Linked DNA regions of Rattus norvegicus: region 2 is linked to region 1. The links are chromatin contacts, called in public Hi-C maps. All regions are on one chromosome and are shown on one strand. The core of a region is the stretch at or near the end of the contact, and the rest is flanking DNA. Distances in the headings are between cores, read along the strand shown. Region 1 overlaps Faim2 (Fas apoptotic inhibitory molecule 2). Region 2 holds the start of Aqp2 (aquaporin 2).

What was found. A called contact is a pair of places that touch in the nucleus more often than the background predicts.
Region 2: a Hi-C map of kidney shows a contact between it and region 1, with 2.4 times the contacts expected there. The contact joins the promoter of Aqp2 here to the enhancer-like site in region 1.

Annotation. Positions count from the first base shown.
Region 1 is chr7:132,522,185-132,527,569 of GRCr8, forward strand. Faim2 (Fas apoptotic inhibitory molecule 2) reads right to left here. Exons shown (of 12, transcript NM_144756.2): 6 at 3,185-3,235; 7 at 2,866-2,905; 8 at 2,308-2,345; 9 at 1,722-1,809; 10 at 1,409-1,504. It overlaps LOC134479571 (a long non-coding RNA gene), which reads left to right. Exons shown (of 3, transcript XR_010053090.1): 2 at 4,406-4,464; 3 at 4,570-5,385. Among named protein-coding and RNA genes, the nearest start is that of Faim2, 13 kb to the right of the region's middle. Within about 2 kb of position 1,642, at least 22 of the 93 cell types and tissues checked have an H3K27ac peak or open chromatin away from gene starts, as enhancers often do. A contact at or near this core is called in kidney, where this site is marked.
Region 2 is chr7:132,587,245-132,592,104 of GRCr8, forward strand. Aqp2 (aquaporin 2) reads left to right here and starts at 3,042. Exons shown (of 4, transcript NM_012909.3): 1 at 3,042-3,485. The coding sequence starts at 3,126.

The sequences.
Region 1 (5,385 bases), core at 392-2,891:
GGCTCAGTCTGGAGGATGGAGGAATTGGGGTTACTCCTTTCTAAGAAGCCCCAGTCTGAGGGAAGCTTGTGATTCTTGGGGTGCTCACTGTGGATGGATGGAGAGACAGACTTGGCATGCCTTCCCTCAAAGCACAGCCAAGGCTCAGGCTGGCTCAGGGCGACTCCTCCTGTTTGCCAGTCTGGCTCTAGGCCCCTCCTGCTGTCCCTGCTCATCCCTGTTCTATCTGGGGTCTGCCTGTTCCTCCACAGAGCTATCTGTCTGTGCCTTGGAAACCGGGGCTCAGGGGGAAAAAGTCAGTCAGGGTGGGTATGGATGTGGAGACATCTGGGGTCTCTACCAGAGGGGCATGATGGTCCTGCCTTTGGAGGCCAGAGCAGTACTCTTTCCAGCCTGTGCTTACCCCGACTATGAACGCTAACGTCTCAACTGTAAGGTGCCATATTAGCACTACCCCTTGCGTATCCCTTCCAGAAAACTTTCTAGAAGGTTCCTGGAAGCAAAGGCATCCCCTCAGCTTAACATGGGTCAATAAAGGGTTCTTTGAAGTTCTGGGGCTCCTTCCTGTAGCCCTCTCCCCATCCTAGATACATAGAGGCCCCCAGGCCAGCTCCAGCCCTTCCCTTTGTCAACAGGATCCTGGGAAGAGCCAAGAAAATGCCAAAATCAATCTTGACAGCCTAGACTGGGTGCCAGCTGCCTGGAGGCGGGGACTGGACAGTATGGAAGTGTGTTAGAGGGGATAAGGAATGCCATCCCAGCCTGGCAGATAAGAGGCCATGGGAGAACAGGTACCGGATGTGGCCAGAGAGAACGTTGTTGATTCCCTAATAGATCCAGCACGTTCCTTCCTGTGTTCTTAGGATTTAAATCACCTGCCATTGTCTCCAATCTGTTCCCCAGCATTGGTTGCAACACAGTAGGCATTCTTTCAGGCAGGCAGGATGCCAATCGGAGTCCCCGGGAAGAGCCCTCTGGTGGGTGGGCATTTGCAAGATGGGGTTGGGAATCTACTAATTCCCCTCCTGCCTGGCTAGCCAGAGTCTGCCTCTTTGAACTTAGCTGGTTTCTCAGAAGGGCCCTTGAACCCGCTGGGCCCTGGAGCCCCATTGTATCTTTCTCAGCTACAGTCCTTCTCCCCCTGCCCCTTCCTCCACCTGCAGGAGAGGACCGTGAAAGTGAAGCCGGATGCGGCTCAGAGAGCTGGGCAGGTGCCCAGGCCTGCCAAGAAAAGCCTCCTTGTTTGCTTGCGTATGCTGCCAACATACCTGGGGGCAGGTGCCAGGAGGGTTGGACGGGGTGGCAGGCTGTGAGGCTTTGGCCCTGGGTTGCCCTGCAGGGGTAGGGGAGCGTGCACCCTGAGCATCGGGCCTTCTCCCCCCCCCCCCACTGGTCGGCTGAGACTCACATATTGGAAGGGCAGGAGGATGGCGAGGAGGAGTCCACTGAAGAAGAGAGTCATGAGCAGTACAAATAGCACACCGTGACAGGAGGTGAAGTCAAACTGCAGGACACAGGGAGGCCGTCAGCACCCGGCCTCGGCAGTGTGGCCTCGGCAGTGTGCGGGCCAGAGGCTGAGACCTGAAAATTCTGCACTCGCGCCCATAACCCGGTGCATCCCTCTTCCCAGCAGTATCCCCACACCCGACTCTGCCTCTCCTCAGCTCCACACAGACCCCTGGCCCACGTGCCCTCCCATGCCCACCAGCTCCAGGGCTGACCTTGGTCTGGAAACTGAAGATGGTGACTGAGAGGCAGACAAGAGCTGTGATGCCCAGGCACAGCAGGACAGACGTGGTGTTGTAGTAACTGAGGATGGGCAGGTGGGCGATCGGTCAGTAGGATCCCCATCCCCATCCCTCCTCTCCTAGGACCGACCTGTCCCACCAGAAGCTGACCTTATGACCTATGCTCCCAACCCATCCCGTTCCCAGGACTCACAGCTTTCTCAGGTTTCTCTGCCACTCACTATTAGGGAGAAGCTCTCGAATAGGCAGAGAGTGAGGCAAGTTTATGTTGGTGTCTGAGGGCAGTTTACGTCACCAGGAACGTGGGGCTTTAAAACCCCGTGGATGATATCATCTTCCTTGCCACCATCCCTAATCCCAACCCCACCAGCCTACTTGGGTCTTGGAGCCCCTGGCCCTGTAGTGCCTAAGGAGAAGTCATCTAAGCCAAGGCAGCCCATCTGCTTGGGTCCCTCCCCATCTAAGAGCTCCCTGGAAAGATGGGGTTTGTGAAGAGCTTCCCTCAGATGTGGCCAGACCCTGGCTGCATGACTACCTAGGCTGCTCCTGTCCTTTTTACCTGGACAGCATCCCAGTGAGGTAGGCCATGGACAGGGTCTGCAAGAAGAGCAGGGCAAAGGGATGTTACCCGGGGCCCCAGGCACCCTCAAGTTCTAGCCCAGGCTTCCACCCTATGCATAGAATCCTTGTGCTGAGCCTGCCTTGCTACATTTGGTTTTCTTGCACCATACGGGTTTCCGTTCAGGACGGAGGCCCAGTTAAACAGTGTTTCCCTGGCTAGCCTGCAGGCTTCTCGGCTAGCTGTCCCTTTATCTCCTAGGCAGCCTTGTTCTCCCAGGGAGCACCTTCATTCTTCATTATCCTGCTTTTGGCTGGAACTCCCACACAATCTCCCAAGGACAGGAGACTGGGAACACAGGGTGGCAAGGGAGAGGGAGGGGGATGTTCATCCCACTGAGAGGTACCAACGGGATGCTCTGGTAGTTGAAGGGTTCAACACCTGTTCCACAGGGGCCCTCACATCGGATGTCCCCTGTTCAGACTCTGGCCTTCGAAACCCGTGCTGCCTCTGTCCTGCCTCCTCTCCCACTCAGCATCTGTCATCCCGGTCACTTACAAAGATGGTCAGCAGAATCAGGTTCCAAGGGAAGTGTCTCCTGAAAGGCAAGCCATGGGCTTCAGAGGATACACACTCTGCACTCCGCAGAGCCTCTTCTGCCCTTGGAAACCGTCTCATGTTCCCATTGGCCCCATCTGCCTCAGAGGCGCAAAGTGAAGGGCAGAAGGGCTGGCCAGTTTGACTCCAGTTCAGAGAGGTATGAGGCCCTCTCAGGGCTGCACAGCACCCTGGTGGAGGGCAGTGCTCAGAGCAGATTTTCAAGATCCTACTAATAGTCCCACAGGCAGCCCCCTCCCTCACCGAGTCACGATCTTACCTGGGCCCAGAACAGCAAGCCAGAGTCAGGTATGTTGCAAAGAATACGGCACTGTGAGAGAGACAGGTGGGCAATCAGAGGGTCTCTCCTGAGGCCGTCCACCTAGCAGTTGATTCCATGCTGCCACCTCTACCCAAACTGCACCAGGCAGGATGGCAAGAGCAGAAGGAAGGGGATGGTCATCCTAGGACTCGGCAATGGGCAGGATGGTGGTTCAATTCCAAAAGGGGAAGGTAGAGTTGGGTGGGACAAGCCCACCTCATTAAATCTTAGGAACTACAGACTCTGTTGTTACCACGCAACCCAAGAGGCCTCAGAGACCTGTGGTGTTTGTGTGTTTCGTTTTGGAAACACAGTTTCACTATGTAGTCCAGGCTGGCCTCAAACTCTCAGTGAGCCTCCCTCTTTAGCCTCCTGTGTCCCGAGACTGCAGACTTCATCACCCTGCTCGGTCGGCTAAGAGACCTCAGTTAAAACGTTCAGTCACACACAGGGCCTGGGAGGGAGAAGCACGTAGCCAGCAAGCACGAGGGACCTGCCTTCAGTCCCCTGGGGTAGAAAGCTGGGCATGGCAGCACGTTCTTGGAGTCCCAGCTCTCAGAGAGTCAAAGACAGGAATGGGGCTTTCAGGGGCTCAGCTTGATGGCCGGCCATCTAGCCTCACTGGGGAGCCCCAGGCCAATGAGGCTTTCAAAGGAGGTGGATGGCTTTCGTGAGGAGACACACCAAACTGGCTTCTGTCTTCCATATGCACATGTATACATGCACGCTCACACAGATCCACATGAATGCATGTGCACTCCCACACGTACACATGCATTACCAAAAAAAAAAAAAAAACCCAAAACAACAACAAAAAAACCTCGTGTTGGGCACCGTGGTGTGGTGACGCAATCTGGTGCACAGGAAGTACAGGTCAGAGAACCCAAGAATTCAGGGTCATCTCGATCTACTACAGAGTCCGAGGCTAGCCTACTTCGTGGGAGACTCTGCCTCAGAAATAATAGATAACTAAAAGGCAAATTAAAAGCTACTATAAAATATTACTGGGTAGATACTTATTTTTTTACTTATGTAGCTTTTGAGGCAAGATCTCCTCATGCACCTCTGGCTGGCCTGGAGCTATCCACGTGGGCCAGGGGAACTGGGTGGATGTTTGTTTTGGGTTGTGTTTAATAAATACTGACAAGATCCTCCCTTCTTCATGGACTTTGTTTACAGATGAGGTCGGGCGACTCGCTGTCATGAAGCTATCCTCTCTCGGAAGGGCTGAAACCAAGGTGCTCCGGTTGCAGGGGGCCGCCTTCCCTCCACCACGAGCTGCCTCTTGCACCCCTACCTGAGCCATCTCCTTAGCTGATTTTGTTATTCTTCTTCCCTACCAGGCTGCAGCAGCCGCATCGCCCAGTGGGAAGTGGCTAGCAGGTGGGTTGTTTGTTTGTTTGTTTGTTTGGAGAGTAAGGGTCAAAGATAAGGTGATGGAAGACGGGGGTTGAGCTCTCAAGACCGTTGACTACCAACACGTGGACTCTACCCTCGGCAGCCCCTCAGCGTGGCCTTGCAGTCCTTTCCCCTCGGAATCTCGCCTGCCCTCCGTGACGGCAATTCTTCCAAACCGCCTCCTCCTTCCCCAGATCTCCCAGGCTGCCTCACTCTCTGCTTTGTTCCAGAAGGATCTGAGATAACCAGGGAGGATCCTGCCGCTCCTGGACCACCATCTGCAAACCTCACGTAGCACTACCAGGCGTCCTGTCCTTCAACCCTTTCCCAGGCCAATGCCCAAGTCTGGGCTTTGGGTTCCAGGCCCTCAAAAGCCCAGTGGCAGCTTACTTAATGTTCCTAGGGTCACCTGGTCTCCCACGTTAACCTCCTTGACTACTCCCCATTCTTCATTCAGCATCTTCCCTGGTTCTAGCTCCAGCCAGGAGCTGCCTCTCTGAAGCTCTCCTGAGAGAGTTTACTCAGTGTCTCTTCATCTCTTCAACTGGCCTAACAACCTGGCCTCAGCCCCATGTAACGAGAGCTGGCTTTGTCACATCAGGGTGACCCTGTTGAGTCCAGTTGTCACTTGGTCCTTGCGTTAACTGAGCTTGATGTCTGGTCCCATTGTTTCCTCAGTTCCACAATGACACACTTTTGGGGTTCCTCCTCCCTTCCTGGCCACTCCTTCTCAGTCTCCTTTAAGGCACCTCTAAAAGACC
Region 2 (4,860 bases), core at 1,792-4,291, 66 kb after region 1:
GCTGGGGACCGAACCCAGGGCCTTGCACTTCCTAGGTAATCGCTCTACCACTGAGCTAAATCCCCAGCCCCAAAATCAAACTTTCTAACATGGTATACTCTACGGGTATTCGAACATGGTACCCTCTGAGAAACAGCAGTGGGGAAATAGTAAGGTCTATTTTCATAATTAAACCTACACGTTTCTATAGGCGCAGGAAGCTGACCATGTACAGTAAAAACGGCGCAACTAACAACACAACTATGTCAGATTTCACCAAGGAGCTCCAGGCACAGTTTGCTGGCCTGGGGGGTGCACCACACGTGCACACGAAGGGCACGAGCTGTGTCCAGGACCTGTGCGGGGCAGCAACGGCTCACAATGGAGCACAGCCGACCCCACCAAAAATGCTCGGAATCCATCAGACGCTTACTCTTTGATTAAGTTTTTGCTTGTTACTCATTTGGAAAACCTTTTACTGTGGCCGAGTTTGTCGTGATTCCCTTCATTCAGTTCTGTGACCCACAAGTTGGGAAGCTGGAAGGGTAAGGACAAACAAAAGCAGAACCAAGTGGTGCTCTTAGGGAGCCTGCTGAAGCCCGAGCCGCAGTAGGCGGCTGGGCCTCTGTAACAATGTTGCAGCTTCTTTCCTGGCTGAAGGAAGGTCGAGTGCACAGGCAGGGCATGGGCGGGATGGTTAAGGCTGACCTCTTCCTCTACCCTGGCTTGGGATCAGACCAGAATATTCTCACTGCTCCTGGAAGTCAGTCTCTGCGGGAATCATGTTCTCTGAAAGGAACCCACAGGTGAAATGAGACCCACGGCCATCACGGTCTGTCTGATTGGGTTTTTTGTTTTGTTTTGCTTTTGCTTTTGTAGTTTTTTCCAGCACTGGGAGTTGAACCTAGGGCTTCCCGTGTGCTAGGCAAGCACTCTTCCACAGAGCCGCACCCCCTGCCCTGTGGAAATGTGGATGTGTGGTTTCAGAGGCAGTGAACCCTGTTATGGGACCACCAGGACAACAGGTTGATTAGAAGCTGTGCTGTTTAGGGTCAGAACCAGTGAACGCTGTTCTCATGATCACACACAGTGTAGAGACCAGAAAGAGTGTGCGGCTCATCGGAGGTCACACTGGAACTCAATAGTCAAGTGGCTTTGGAACCACGGTCACAGTTCAGCTCAATACAGCCTGGGGGTTTTCCAGGCACCGCTGAGACAGGCAGGGAGAGGACAGGGAGAGGTGGTAGACACTACATACAAGATAGTATGTATCATGGAGGCACAGACATGATACAGTCCCTGGATAGGGTCCTTCACCCTTTTTGTGTGCCAAGTCTGGGTACCCTATGATTGAAGGAGAAAACAGAGTCACAAGTACCCTTCTCAAGACAAGGCTCTTCCACCTTCCCACTGAGTCTTTCTGGAGAGCCTGGATTGCAGGGGAGGACCCTGAGCAGGGAGCACTACCTGAGCCCAAGTCCTCAGACTCCTCTGAGGGCCTCTGTTGGTGTCGTGTATTCATTCTTTTTTTTTTTTTTCCGGAGCTGGGGACCGAACCCAGGGCCTTGCGCTTGCTAGGCAAGCGCTCTACCACTGAGCTAAATCCCCAACCCTCATGTATTCATTCTTATCTTGCCCCCTAACAGCAGGAGTTGCAAGTCATGTGTGGGAGGCAAGTGTGCATGTGCCCACGTTGTATACGTGGGTGTTTACTGTGCATCTTACTATGTTCTGAAAACTAAGGGGAGAAGCATCACTGTCTGGCCCTGTCTGGGCAAGGAGAGCAGGGCTCAGAGCAGACCTGGGCAGTGCAGGGTGTCAGGAAAGCACTCCTTGATGGGTTCTAGTCTGAGCTCAGCCACCAATCTTCTGGGGTACCCTGGGAAGAAATGGACCCTCCCTTAGCTTCAGTCACCCCTTAGTGTGTCTCCACCACATGCTCATCGGTTTCTCACACATTCCTGTCCCTTGGGCTATGGCTGGCCAGGGGGACTAGAAGCCTGTCATCTGGATGCACTGTAAGCACTCCTGCCTTTGGATCCCCAAAGAAGGAAGAGGCATCAGGTAGGTCAGTCTTCTGAGGCTCCACAGCCACAGGAGCTGTGAGGGCAGGTGACCTTGTAGAACACTGACCAAGCTGAGTGGTCCCGCCACCAGAAACATCTTCCTCCTCTGAGCTCAAAGATGGTACCTAGAGTCTGTTGTAGCCTCAGAGACTCTGAGTTTGGGGGACAGGACCTATTTACCTCAAAATGCAAATAGCACTGAGCAATGACTGACATAGTAACGCAGATCTCTATCCTACGAGATAGTTTTATTACCTCATCTATAGAGACAGAGCGGGGATGTCACATCTGGAGTGCGTGCTGCAGAACAGAAGCCCTTGTGTTTCTTGTTGGCTCTGGATGACTCTACCACACAGGGCTAGGGTCCCCGGGGGCCACTGAAGCCACCCTTGGCTCCGGGCAATGGGAGTTACTCTCTGGCTGGGGTTCCTGGGTGAAGGTGAAACATAATAACTTCTGGGTGATTAACTGCAAGAAAGCAAGCACAAGACCTTTGCCTTGGAAATCTGTCCCAGGCCAATCAGTTGTTTTCCATCCTCTTCCAGAAGAAAGACCGACCATCCAGTCAGCGGAAAGGTAGTTCCCACATTTTCTCACAGTTTGGGCTGAGGTGGTGCCCCTTCCTTGGCCAGCCTTTTAGTCGAAGAGAAGGTCACTGGACACGGTCTCCAATGCAGGAACTGGAACTGGTGGTCACTCTGGGGGCTGGGGAAGCCCTGGGGCAGCTCCCTGGAGTAACTGAGGAGAAAAAAAATGAGGAAAACAGAGGACGTCAATCCTTATCTGGAGTTCATTAACGAGGAGAACATTTAGTCAGCTGTGGAAGCTAAGATGGGACGATAGGGCCTTCAGGTGGGCAGGAGCATGGGTTGGGGCAAGGCCACCACGGGAGAGCATGGTGTGGGCAGGAACGCCTCCTCCATACCACGTGCCCAAGCCTACGATAGGAAGGTCCTATAAGTGCCCACGGTCTAGCCTCCCCAGAGGCCCAGAGGAAGAGAGAAGAGAAAGAGAGAGGGAGGGAGGAAGAGCCACCCCCGTGGCCCAGACCCCTGGCCAGCGCGCAGAAGTCGGAGCAGCATGTGGGAACTCAGATCCATAGCCTTCTCCCGAGCAGTGCTGGCTGAGTTCTTGGCCACGCTCCTTTTTGTCTTCTTTGGCCTTGGCTCAGCCCTCCAGTGGGCCAGCTCCCCACCCTCTGTGCTCCAGATCGCCGTGGCCTTTGGTCTGGGCATCGGCACCCTGGTTCAGGCTCTGGGCCATGTCAGCGGGGCACACATCAACCCCGCCGTGACTGTGGCATGCCTGGTGGGTTGCCATGTCTCCTTCCTTCGAGCTGCCTTCTATGTGGCTGCCCAGCTGCTGGGCGCCGTGGCTGGGGCTGCCATCCTCCATGAGATTACTCCAGTAGAAATCCGTGGGGACCTGGCTGTCAATGCTGTAAGTAGCCTGAGTTTTGTCTCCTCCAGGAGGGGCAGTCACTGAAAACCCTTGCGACGGGTAAGATGGGTGGGACAGGCTCTGGGTGAGGGAACGGAGAGCCGAAGGCCAGGAAGGCTAGGAACACAACTACCCAAGGAGAGCTGGAAGGAAAGCAACAGGGTCACCGGGAGCAGAATCCTGGTGGCCGCCTGTAGGGCCTTCCACCCAGCACCACCAAGGAACAGAAGTCTGGATTTCTATTAGACTCCATGGGAGGACTAGGCTAGACCCTAGCAGGACACAGCAGCCTAGCACAGACAGGCCTTGGGGGCCTTGGGGACTCCAGAGTGCAGTTACAGGGATCTAGAGAAGAAGATATCCCAGCAGCATTGAGCTTGTGAGGACTGGGCAGTGCCGCTCACAAGGCAACACTGACACTATGTAAGGTGGAGCAGGCTCCAGGCAGGAAGCACCCCCAAACCCTGATTCAACCCCAAAACCCATGATCTCTCCAGCAACCAACTATCCAAAGTGCCATCTGGGCTTTGTCTTCCAAACCAAGAAACAGACTTGGGAAGGGAGGCCAGAGATCAGATTTGTTAATACCAGAAGTACCAGAACCTGGCAGAAGCCTACAGGAAGAGACTCTTGGAGTCTGCCTTCATGCTATAATGGTGAAACAGCACCCAGGGCACTTTGAGAGTTGAAGGTGAAGCCATGGTCTGTCTGCTCTCCAATCTGCGCAGGCCTAGGAATGTGGGGACCCTGTCAGGATCCCAAACTAGGAAAGCAAGTGTCTCTCGGGGCTCCTCCCTTTTCATTTCTCTACTGAGTCAATCCCTTGGCCCTGCACACATACTCCTCTGCACATGGCTTTCCTCATGAGAGGGACAGAAGTCTCCCCATGAGGGACCACTCTTCAAAAACAGAAAAGGGGCAGGGGATCTAGAGCCACAAGGGGGCAAGGGGCAAGCTGAGGTGTGAAGGGTGTCTATACCTAGTAAAATGAGCTTGTTTTAAAACAGGGAGACATACAGCTAGTCAAAGAACCCCCTGAAAACATGCCATAGGCTTTCTCTAGCACCGAGGCCCTGGGAACACCAAAGCCCTGGGGAACAGCCATCCCTTATCCCCCATCCACCCACCACATATCCCAGCCTACCCACCCCTCAGCACCAAAGACTGTTTCTCTGCCTTGACCCACCTTAGGTGGTAGAGGGAGCCCTGTCTGTCTGGGATAGGGCATCGGAGGGCCCATTTGCCCTGAGGCTAGGGAGAGACCAGCAACCACTGAAGCAGTCAGTGTTCTCTGAGGATGCCACCAAGAGTCAGCTTGGACCCCAGGAAGCTGCCACTGATGGCGATCATCCCTGTGCCAGGTCACATACTATCT